Linked DNA regions of Gossypium hirsutum: region 2 is linked to region 1. A link is a contact called in public Hi-C data. All regions are on one chromosome and are shown on one strand. Each heading gives the region's core, a stretch centred on a gene start, on an enhancer-like site or on the middle of the called end of the contact. The rest is flanking DNA. Distances are from core to core; before and after follow the strand shown. Region 1 has its middle 10 kb from the start of LOC121212488. Region 2 holds the start of LOC121212489.

What was found. A called contact is a pair of places that touch in the nucleus more often than the background predicts.
Region 2: a Hi-C map of leaf shows a contact between it and region 1, with 2.0 times the contacts expected there. The contact joins the promoter of LOC121212489 here to the enhancer-like site in region 1. A contact is called at or near these places in 6 of 34 Hi-C or Micro-C datasets (anther, callus, fibers and 2 more).

What each region holds. Positions count from the first base shown.
Region 1 is chrA13:94,551,740-94,555,975 of Gossypium_hirsutum_v2.1, forward strand. No RefSeq gene overlaps it. Among protein-coding and RNA genes, the nearest start is that of LOC121212488, 10 kb to the left of the region's middle. Within about 2 kb of position 1,877, at least 1 of the 9 cell types and tissues checked has an H3K27ac peak or open chromatin away from gene starts, as enhancers often do. A contact at or near this core is called in leaf, where this site is marked.
Region 2 is chrA13:94,605,529-94,610,312 of Gossypium_hirsutum_v2.1, forward strand. It overlaps LOC121212489, which reads right to left and starts at 1,677. Exons shown (of 3, transcript XM_041085312.1): 1 at 1,010-1,677; 2 at 109-237. The coding sequence starts at 1,372.

The DNA of each region.
Region 1 (4,236 bases), core at 627-3,126:
TAAACCCTAGGCTTGACAACCCTAATAAGTTATCAATATGGAAATTAATCCAAAATTGGTATGGCCTATCCGTAAACACCTTAACACCAAATCGGTATGGACTGTGAGGTCAAAAGATAAGTAGTCCTTACTGATTCATTATTCTAATGGGCATATCAGAAGATCCTACTAGGAGATCAACTAGTTGACTGATGAGGAACTCGAAGCGGTAGTTGATGAAGATTATCGAAGTGAGCTAATCACCCATAATTAGATTTGATTAATTCAACTTTTCAATTTCTTGATACTTATTTATTTGTTATGTTTTATTATTATAAAAACCCCCAAGTTCCTTTTATTTATATTTGGATAATATAAACTATTTCAAGTACTAATTAGATCTTTTGGTGTTTAGGTTGAAATTGATCTAGTTCTAGCCTCTTTTGGGTATGATCCTCAGAGTATTCACCTACTCCGTTGTAATTATATTACAACCTGACCTCTATACTTACGGATACCACCTCACTTCTATATATCTTTTGTTGTAATATTCGCATTCTGGACGTCCAGAGGCGATCAAGTTGTTGGCACTGTTGCCTAGGAGACATCGTCACTAGTTTAATTTTAATTTTTGCACTTCAGTAAGACTAATTAAGAAATTTTTAGGTTATAGATACGATTCTCAAATTATTTTGTTTGACTAATTAACATCACTGATTTTATTTGTTTTTTCAGGAGGACCTTAGTGCACATTTGTCTCGTGTGAATATGATGTTTAAATTGTGCAAGTATACACGTCGAATCAAGTAATAAAGTGATGACTGAGTATCGTTCTTACGAGGATTGGATAAGTGTTCTTTGTCTAAGTTACCACAATTGAATAGAAAAGATAATTGTATTAAATAATATTTAAATAAAATTAAAATGGGATTAACAAGTTAGAAATAAGAGTAATGAAGTATATTAGCAGAGATTGCAATTGCAACACTTCAAACAATAGTACTAAAAACTTTAGCAATATTGAAATATTGATCATAAAGGTTGGGATTACTAAGGGATCGGTTCTAACTTGTGAACAATGTCATGGAAAAACTATAGCAAACTTACTATTCGATTAGGTACTAATGTAGTTTACCTTTGTCGAAAGCAAAACTTAAGGTTATTCACCCATAAGGCACTATAAGACTATAGGCTTAGGAGTAACAACCACTACTAAGCATAACCCTCTAAATCGTATAAGGTAAGACTATATGTCTAGAGTTTACACGAGTGCTTCACTCAACACTTACTTATATTACCCAACTTTGATCCAAGTAGCCTAACCCTGTCGGTATTAAGCTGTCTTAAGGCTTAACGAGCATTTATCAATACCATAACAAACATTTAAACAAATACAACCATTGAATAAAATAGCAAAGTGAACCATATTAATCCAAAAATTGTAGTCAAATTTTAAACATCATCTAAAGCAATCTTCAGCCATATGAAGTTAGCTCATGGCTAGACTACACAAATCCAAGTTTGTTCGTATCATCAACATCCCAACTAATAGTTTAGAATCGAAGAATGGAAACCAAATGTAGAGAAAGAAATCTAGGTTCGAAACACAAATTTTCCACTCAGCATTTTGTTGCTTGGCTTCACCGATGCTCCTAGTAGCTCAATTTGCCCTCCTTGCTGCAATGAGATCTCTGTCGAAGCTCAAAAATTTACATTCAGCGGTACTTTCAACTCTCATTAATAGCAGACCTCAAGTGTGGCCGCCAATTATTTTCTTTCTTTTTTTTTCCCTTTTTCGTCTCTCTTTTCCTCGTCCTTTCTCTTGTCTTTTATACTTAGGTCCTCCTCTATGTTAGAACCCGCCAACCAATGATTGTTTTTTCCTAATTTTGAGGTGAATATTTTCCATTACATGTGCATGTGGGGGGACCAGCTGCTGAGTGCTCTCATTGCTGACTAGGTGGTTGTCATTTTCTTTGCCAACATTGCCATGGCAACTTCTCATAATGCCTCGGTAAGCTCCATCCTCTACAATCCTTTTTCTTTAAACCTGCCATTCAGCTACAACAAGATCTTTCCGTAAGCAATTAAAAGTAGAGATGCAATAAAGTAATCACCATATCAAGCTACTAAATGAAGTGCTCAATTGACAAAAAATGATTATGCAATTACCTAAAATGAAGCTAATTTTACTTAAGTACAAGCAATTAAATAAGTCTAAAAGTATGAGTTATAACTATTTTCAAGAGTTATCAACATTCTTAATACAAACTATCGCCATAGTAATTATAGGAGATCAGTCAACGAGACTATGGATAATTTTGATTATATGTGGTTAGACGAAGACTTAGATTATGACACTGATATTTATGAAGAAAATGGTCTATGAGAACTGGGAGATACAGGAGAACCAATGATTATTGATGCTTGAATTGAGTCAATTTCGATATGAAGCCTCAACCCCTTCCCAAGATGATAGCAACAACAATAGTGTACACTCAGGACGTTACCAAGATGAATTAAGCCAAGGATTGATCAAGGAGAAGAATTCAATGATAATCACTTGTGAGGAAAATGAACTCTTGGATTATCATTTATCCCAACAAACAGAAGAGTATCAAGATGAATCGAATGAAATGGAAACAAGGGAAGCTATGAAACCGGTTGAGGAAATAGAGAGTGGATGGAAGAATTAGGCAGGCATGGAAATTATCTTCCTAACAACTTTAGGTTCTTCCGACATGGCCAGAATGTTAGAGTAGTATAATACGGACCTACAAACGGAGACAATTATATTCATGGCCAACCTAGTGGAAGAAACCCCAAAAATTCAAGAGCTTATAGAGAAAAGCAAGAATGAACCGGCGATTCTAGTTGATAAACTTGACAACCAAACACCTCAAAAATTCAATGATCTAGGAATTTTCCATATGCTGACAAGAACCGAAAAAATATATCTTGATAGGACTTATGACCACATAACAGGCATCAATCGTGCTGGACAATTGATAATCTTGGAGATCGAGCTATAGAAACCATGAAATGTTCAATTACTACAAGAACCACTTAAGAGAGTTATCTGCTAACAAGTGGAAAAATTCGAAAGCTCTCGGAGTTGGAATCCAAGTAATGTAGCACATAATTCTTTGCTAATCAAGACTTTAGAGAATATTCTTGCAAAGTTATTCCTGACAGATGAGATGAACAAATACATAATGAACAACAAATATGAATCACGATTCTTAACCTTCATACGGGGTAAAGATGCCAAGTAGAAATTAATGTGGTTGCATGGTTATGTAATCTTACAAGTAATTAATAGTTATGATCTGCAAAAAGAATTGTCAGTAGTTAGGGAAGGCCGAAAAGGTAAATTCAGAGAGAAAGATAACCGTAAACGAATAGAATGGCACGATGGATGTTGGACTAATGCAGACATAAATAATTTACAGGGAGCGCCTAAATGCATACTAACTGAGCTGGCGGATGAGTCCGACAACAAGACCTAACATTTTCATTTAAGCTCTAACTAACTATACAACATTGTATATTTCACTAGCCAATAAATATTACAGGAAGATCGAAAACAGAGTTAACAAGCCCTTGAACCATTCTAAGAATTGGAAAGTTGGGAAAACTGAGTCAAGGTTGCAACACGGTCACCCCATGTCACAACACCATGTCCAATGGTAAGGAATTACAAAAATCATATTGACGTCGTGACACCACTCTTTCGTGTCGCGACAGGGAAGATAGTTTCCCAAAATTTCGAAACTGCAGGGTGTGTCACGACATTGAACCCTGGATGAGCTTGAATATTTGGTGAGCTCGCAGTCTTGTTGAGCTCACAGTCTTGATGAGCTCGTAGTTTTGTAGAGCTCGTGCATTTGATGAGCTTGCAGACTTGTGTTCAGGGTTTGCCATTGCATGGATGGTCACTTCGCAACAAATGGTAGCAACCTTAATTCTTTTACTCCTTCTCGGCTTATTCATAACCCAAGAAATATATCAATTGAATTTTTACATTTGAAATACCTTTAAAACGCTGCTAGCTTCCCAGTCCTCTCTTACTTAGAGTGCTCTGAAAAGCATCCTAAACCTCCTTTCCAAAGGCATCATATGGTTCGTTTCAAATGGTTTCGACACTTAAAATATTTGGTGGGATAACTAGTAATGGTCTTGGTTCTATTAGGAACCTCATTAAGGGTCCTTGACTCGTGATGAGGATCTTTTGAGGTGACAAGTTTTGATCTCCCT
Region 2 (4,784 bases), core at 427-2,926, 54 kb after region 1:
CCGCACGAGTGAGATACCAATGGTTTGGTTCTCTATCAATGTTTTACATATTGATCAGATCATTACAAGTTCAAGATTGAATGATGAAGCTCAAGGAGGCAAGCATACCTTACGCGGGAAGCTGTTCTTTGCAGGAGAGACAGAACTAGGGCTTTGTAACGGATTCTTTGGCTCTGAACCATAGAATTTGTCCTTGTGATGATAAAGAAACGGGACACCGATAAAACGGTTACCAGCCTGCAGAAAATTACAAGGTAATTAAACTCATAAGGTCCTAATAATGAATCAAATAATAAATCAATCAGGACACAGAAGTATATCAGTAAAAGCAGAGCAAGCAGAAGAACATTCAGATGTAATTTAAACAAATTATCAAATGTATAGAGGATCAAGCAAATAGTAACTGTCAACAAATCTTATAACCCTTTTTCAAAGATAAATATCCATAGAAAGCCTGTAAAATACTACTCATAGAAGCCTCTCAGAATTACAACAATAAAAACCAGACCATAGCTTACAATGACAAGAAACTTCAAACATGATCAATGCATCAAAAAGGTGATTGTCGGAAATGAGCATATGTGCAATATCAATATATAAAAAAAAATTAATGTCCTTTTTTTTAATGTTTTTAAAAGATCTTGCATCTTACCTCAGTACCAATATCCCGGAGATGTATTAATAAAGATGAACTTTAAGAAAAATGAAAAGTCCATTATATTATACAAAATCATATCAATCATTATAAAGAACATTTTCTTGGGCTAGCAAAAGTAGAAAGCTTCATTTTCTTGGCATGCAGGCAAAATCTAAAACACTTTTAAAAATTGAAAATAACACTTTAACAATGATTGTATTATAAAAGAAGAGCATTATTTTCAGTATTAAAGCTTCAAACTTAAGCAGAAAATTATCCAAACAATCACACTTTTTCATCACATCATTCCCATTGTAACGAAAATAAATAAAACTACAGATCTTTGAGCCAGAAAAGGTTAAAATATCTCACCTTCAACCCCAACTGATCCCTCCTCCTCTCTCCCCCACCCAGCGTCACCGTCTCTGGCAACTGCAACCGCCACAATCCACCTGCAAGCTTCCTCGCTGACACAGTTGAAGTTCCTTTCCTCCGTCGTGCACGACCACCATCCTCCTCCTCCTCGAGCTCCTTCTCAACTCCACCGCCTTTATCTCTCACTCTCTCCCTTTCCTCCATCTTCCATTTCAACAACGGCGTCTCCGGCCTGCTCCGCCTCCCAACTACCGCTGCACCGACTCTCTTCCACCTCGTGTTCCGTGTCGTCCGCTTCCTCGTCGGCTTGAGATCCGCGTCCGCCGGATTCCTTCCCGAAAATGTCGTCGGTAAACTCATTTCCACTGTCACCTTCTTCACTCCGAAACTCAAACCTCTTCCATCAACATTCCAAAACCAAATAACATAAAATAAAGAGAAACAAATTTCCAACTTCACGTTGAAAACAAAACAATACTTTGAAATTTTAGTTTGTGAAAAACTCCATTTCTCTTTCGGTGAAGTCTCTGAAAGTGAATGAAGGTAGTGAGAGATAGGGGTGAAAAAAAGCTGAACTAAGACAGGATTAAGAGAGAGAGAGGTTGAGTTGATGTTTTCTACTTTGGTTGTTTCTGAAATGGAGAAAAAAAAAAGCAGATGTAGTCTAGATGTGTACAAAAATACGGTAATACATTTTACTGTATTTTATACGGTCAACATATAATGTGGAATTAGATACGTTGTCGCTTACTAGCTGTTTGATTACGTGCTTTGTGATTCCAACGCTGTGGACAATCTAAATTGAACTTAGATTCGAAGAAAATATATATTCATGTTAGAATTGTGTTATTAATCCCCGCACTATGCATAAATTAAATTATATATGTATTCTATTTTCTATATAATTTTTAATTTTAACATAATACTGCAACAATAGTTAAATTCATTATCTAGAATTTTGCTGAATAATATATAGACATAACAAATTGATATAGTATTACACAGTAATAACACATAATATTTTGAAAACAATCCAATTATTGATTGAAAAAACAGTAGGGATTAAAATTTCAATTTTAAAAAAAGTTAGGAAAAAGTCCATTGATAATTAAAAAGCATGGGAGAGGATAAACCATGTGGCATTTTTAGAGAAATCCACGTGGGATTTGAAATAACAATTATCAAACTTGGTAATTCCTTTCTTAATTATTCCTTTGGAAGCAGACGAATTGAACCCACATGGGGTGGGTTGATGTTCGTGCCTAAAGGAAATTGAATAATATATTATGTCCTTTTTACTTAGCAAATATTAGATCTAATCTTAATTAATTAACCCTTCAAACAAGTTAATAGTTATTTTAGATATATATTATAATTGGGAAAGAGTAGGGTTGGACCAATTTTATTATGCTCTAACACAAATATTTTTACTCAGTTTGATGAAGAGCTTGAAATTAGTTAATTTTTAATAAATTTAAGTTGAATCAATTCAATGGGTTTTAGACTTGTTAAAAACAAGCATATAAAAAGAGGGTAAGATTTAAAACTAAGTAATCCAAAGTGATAAGAGTTGCCCCAAAGTTTATGCGGCCAACACTTGTAAGGAAAATTTTTGTCTTATAATTTGTTCGGTATAATAAAAGATTGTGGGGCACCCAAGAACCAGACTTCAATAATATTTGTTCCAAGTGGGGGTTTTCATGGGACTTGTGGTTAATCAATGGCCCACTAGTGTTCCAATGCCTTATAATTAAGCTGCATATAGTAAAGAAAAAGGCAAATCAAATCCTACTTGCTAGCAATGTGCCCAAAAGACTAGGGTACTATCACCCATGGCAGCATTCAATTACTAAAAAACATGACAAAAACACATTTATGATCGCAATTTAAATCCTACCGTCTTTTGTACTAAGAAAACCCCAAAAGATGGCATAAAAAGGAAACTTAGAGAAGCGTGCGACGGTTTGGACTCCATTTGTTAGATGGTGGGCATCCTTTGTGGTCATTTCTAAATGTGTGTAATTGGATAGTCTACACCATCTTCCATCAAGCTGGGAATTGAGTGACAAAATGAGAACGCTATCAAGCTTTAATTCATGAGTTTTGAGCCCGTTCCGTAGAGGAGCCTTTGTGCTAACACCAAATCATCATCACTCTATTTCATTCAAACAAAATCTTATTTTCATTATATCCTGCCATACAAGCTAATCTATTCCATCCTAACAACAGTCATACATTTTAAGTTCATCCTTTTACATTTTTCAAACGCTTCTGAGTTAATTATGTTAAACTAGAGATGGTAAAAAAAACCTAAAATCAATGGGTTTTGAGTTGATCCGACCCGATAAGATTAGTGTTTCATTTTCATTTTCTTTTTTTGAAATCAAGTTTTTGGTGGAGTTAGATGTTAGTGTTTCATTTTCATTTTCTTTTTTTGAAATCAAGTTTTTGGTGGAGTTAGATCAAGTTTAGCGTAAAATTACCCTAATTCAATTAAAAATTCTTAAAACTTATCACTATCAACTTCATTTTACCACATTTACTATCATTTCACACTAGTTTCTTCCCTCTCTCTATTTAATTTTCCCAAGTTTCCCTCTCATTTTTGTGCCTTATATTTTCCTTTTGTGATGTAATATATATTTTTTATTTAGTCATCTCAAGCATGATTTTTGTTGCAAATCATGATCATAATAAATTCTATGTTTAACAAAAAAAACACATCAAATTTAATGGGGAGTGATGCCAATTTTTTTTAATTTAATCAATCACATTTTTAAAAAGGAAAAAGTTTGAACTCAAGAAAAGTTTGAACTCAAGCAGGTTGGATCAGGTATACAATTAATTTTCGAGTTCAAGATTCGAATGAGCTAATTTTTTTTTAAATCAAAGTCGGGTTGAGGTCAGAACATGACGATAGAGTACTGAGTCGGGGAAGGCGGGAAAAAATCAGACCACCTCATTGCCATCACTATACTGAACTGATGTCTAGGGGTGATTAATCGACTAATTCGGTCTAAAAAATTCAATAACTAACTTAATCAACTTCCCTTTTTTAAAAACAGGAAAATGAATTGATTTTCGTTTAGACAAAACCAAATAGACATTTTTGGTTGATTCGATCAGGAAACCAACTTAAACCAACATTATATTTTATTTTTTAATTGTGAAATTATTGAGCTGATAATATTGTATTGCTTTTAAGGTAATAAGATTTTGACTCCATAAAATTAATAAAATGGTTATTTTAAAAGAATAATGTTTTTTTTAAAATTAAATTTAAGATTTGAAGATAATATGCTATTAGGTTTAGTATTTTTAAGTTTAATTTTTTAGTAATATGTATAAATTATTAATTGATTTTAATTTTTCAATTTTAGGCCTTGGATTTGAGTTTATGTAATGAATTGGATTTGGATTTATATAAATATATATATATATATTAAATTCTCTTAATTCAATTAATTTGATTTTAGTTTTTTAAAATTAAAAATGAATCAACTTAACTGTTTTACTAAACCTCCCAAACCGACCTATACAACCAATCTGACTAAAACTAAAACCAATTGGTTCAGTTGATTTAGTCATTTTCACTCAAATTTTGTACACCTCTCCCATTAACTAATTGGGAGGGTTGTTGCCCTTAATAAATCCATACCGAATTCTACAGGAAAATTCTTACCATTCTTTAAACTCATAAGCGGTGCTATAAAATTTAAATGGACTAGTCAGTGCTAAAAAGAATTTGAAAACATCAAGAATTTTCTCATCT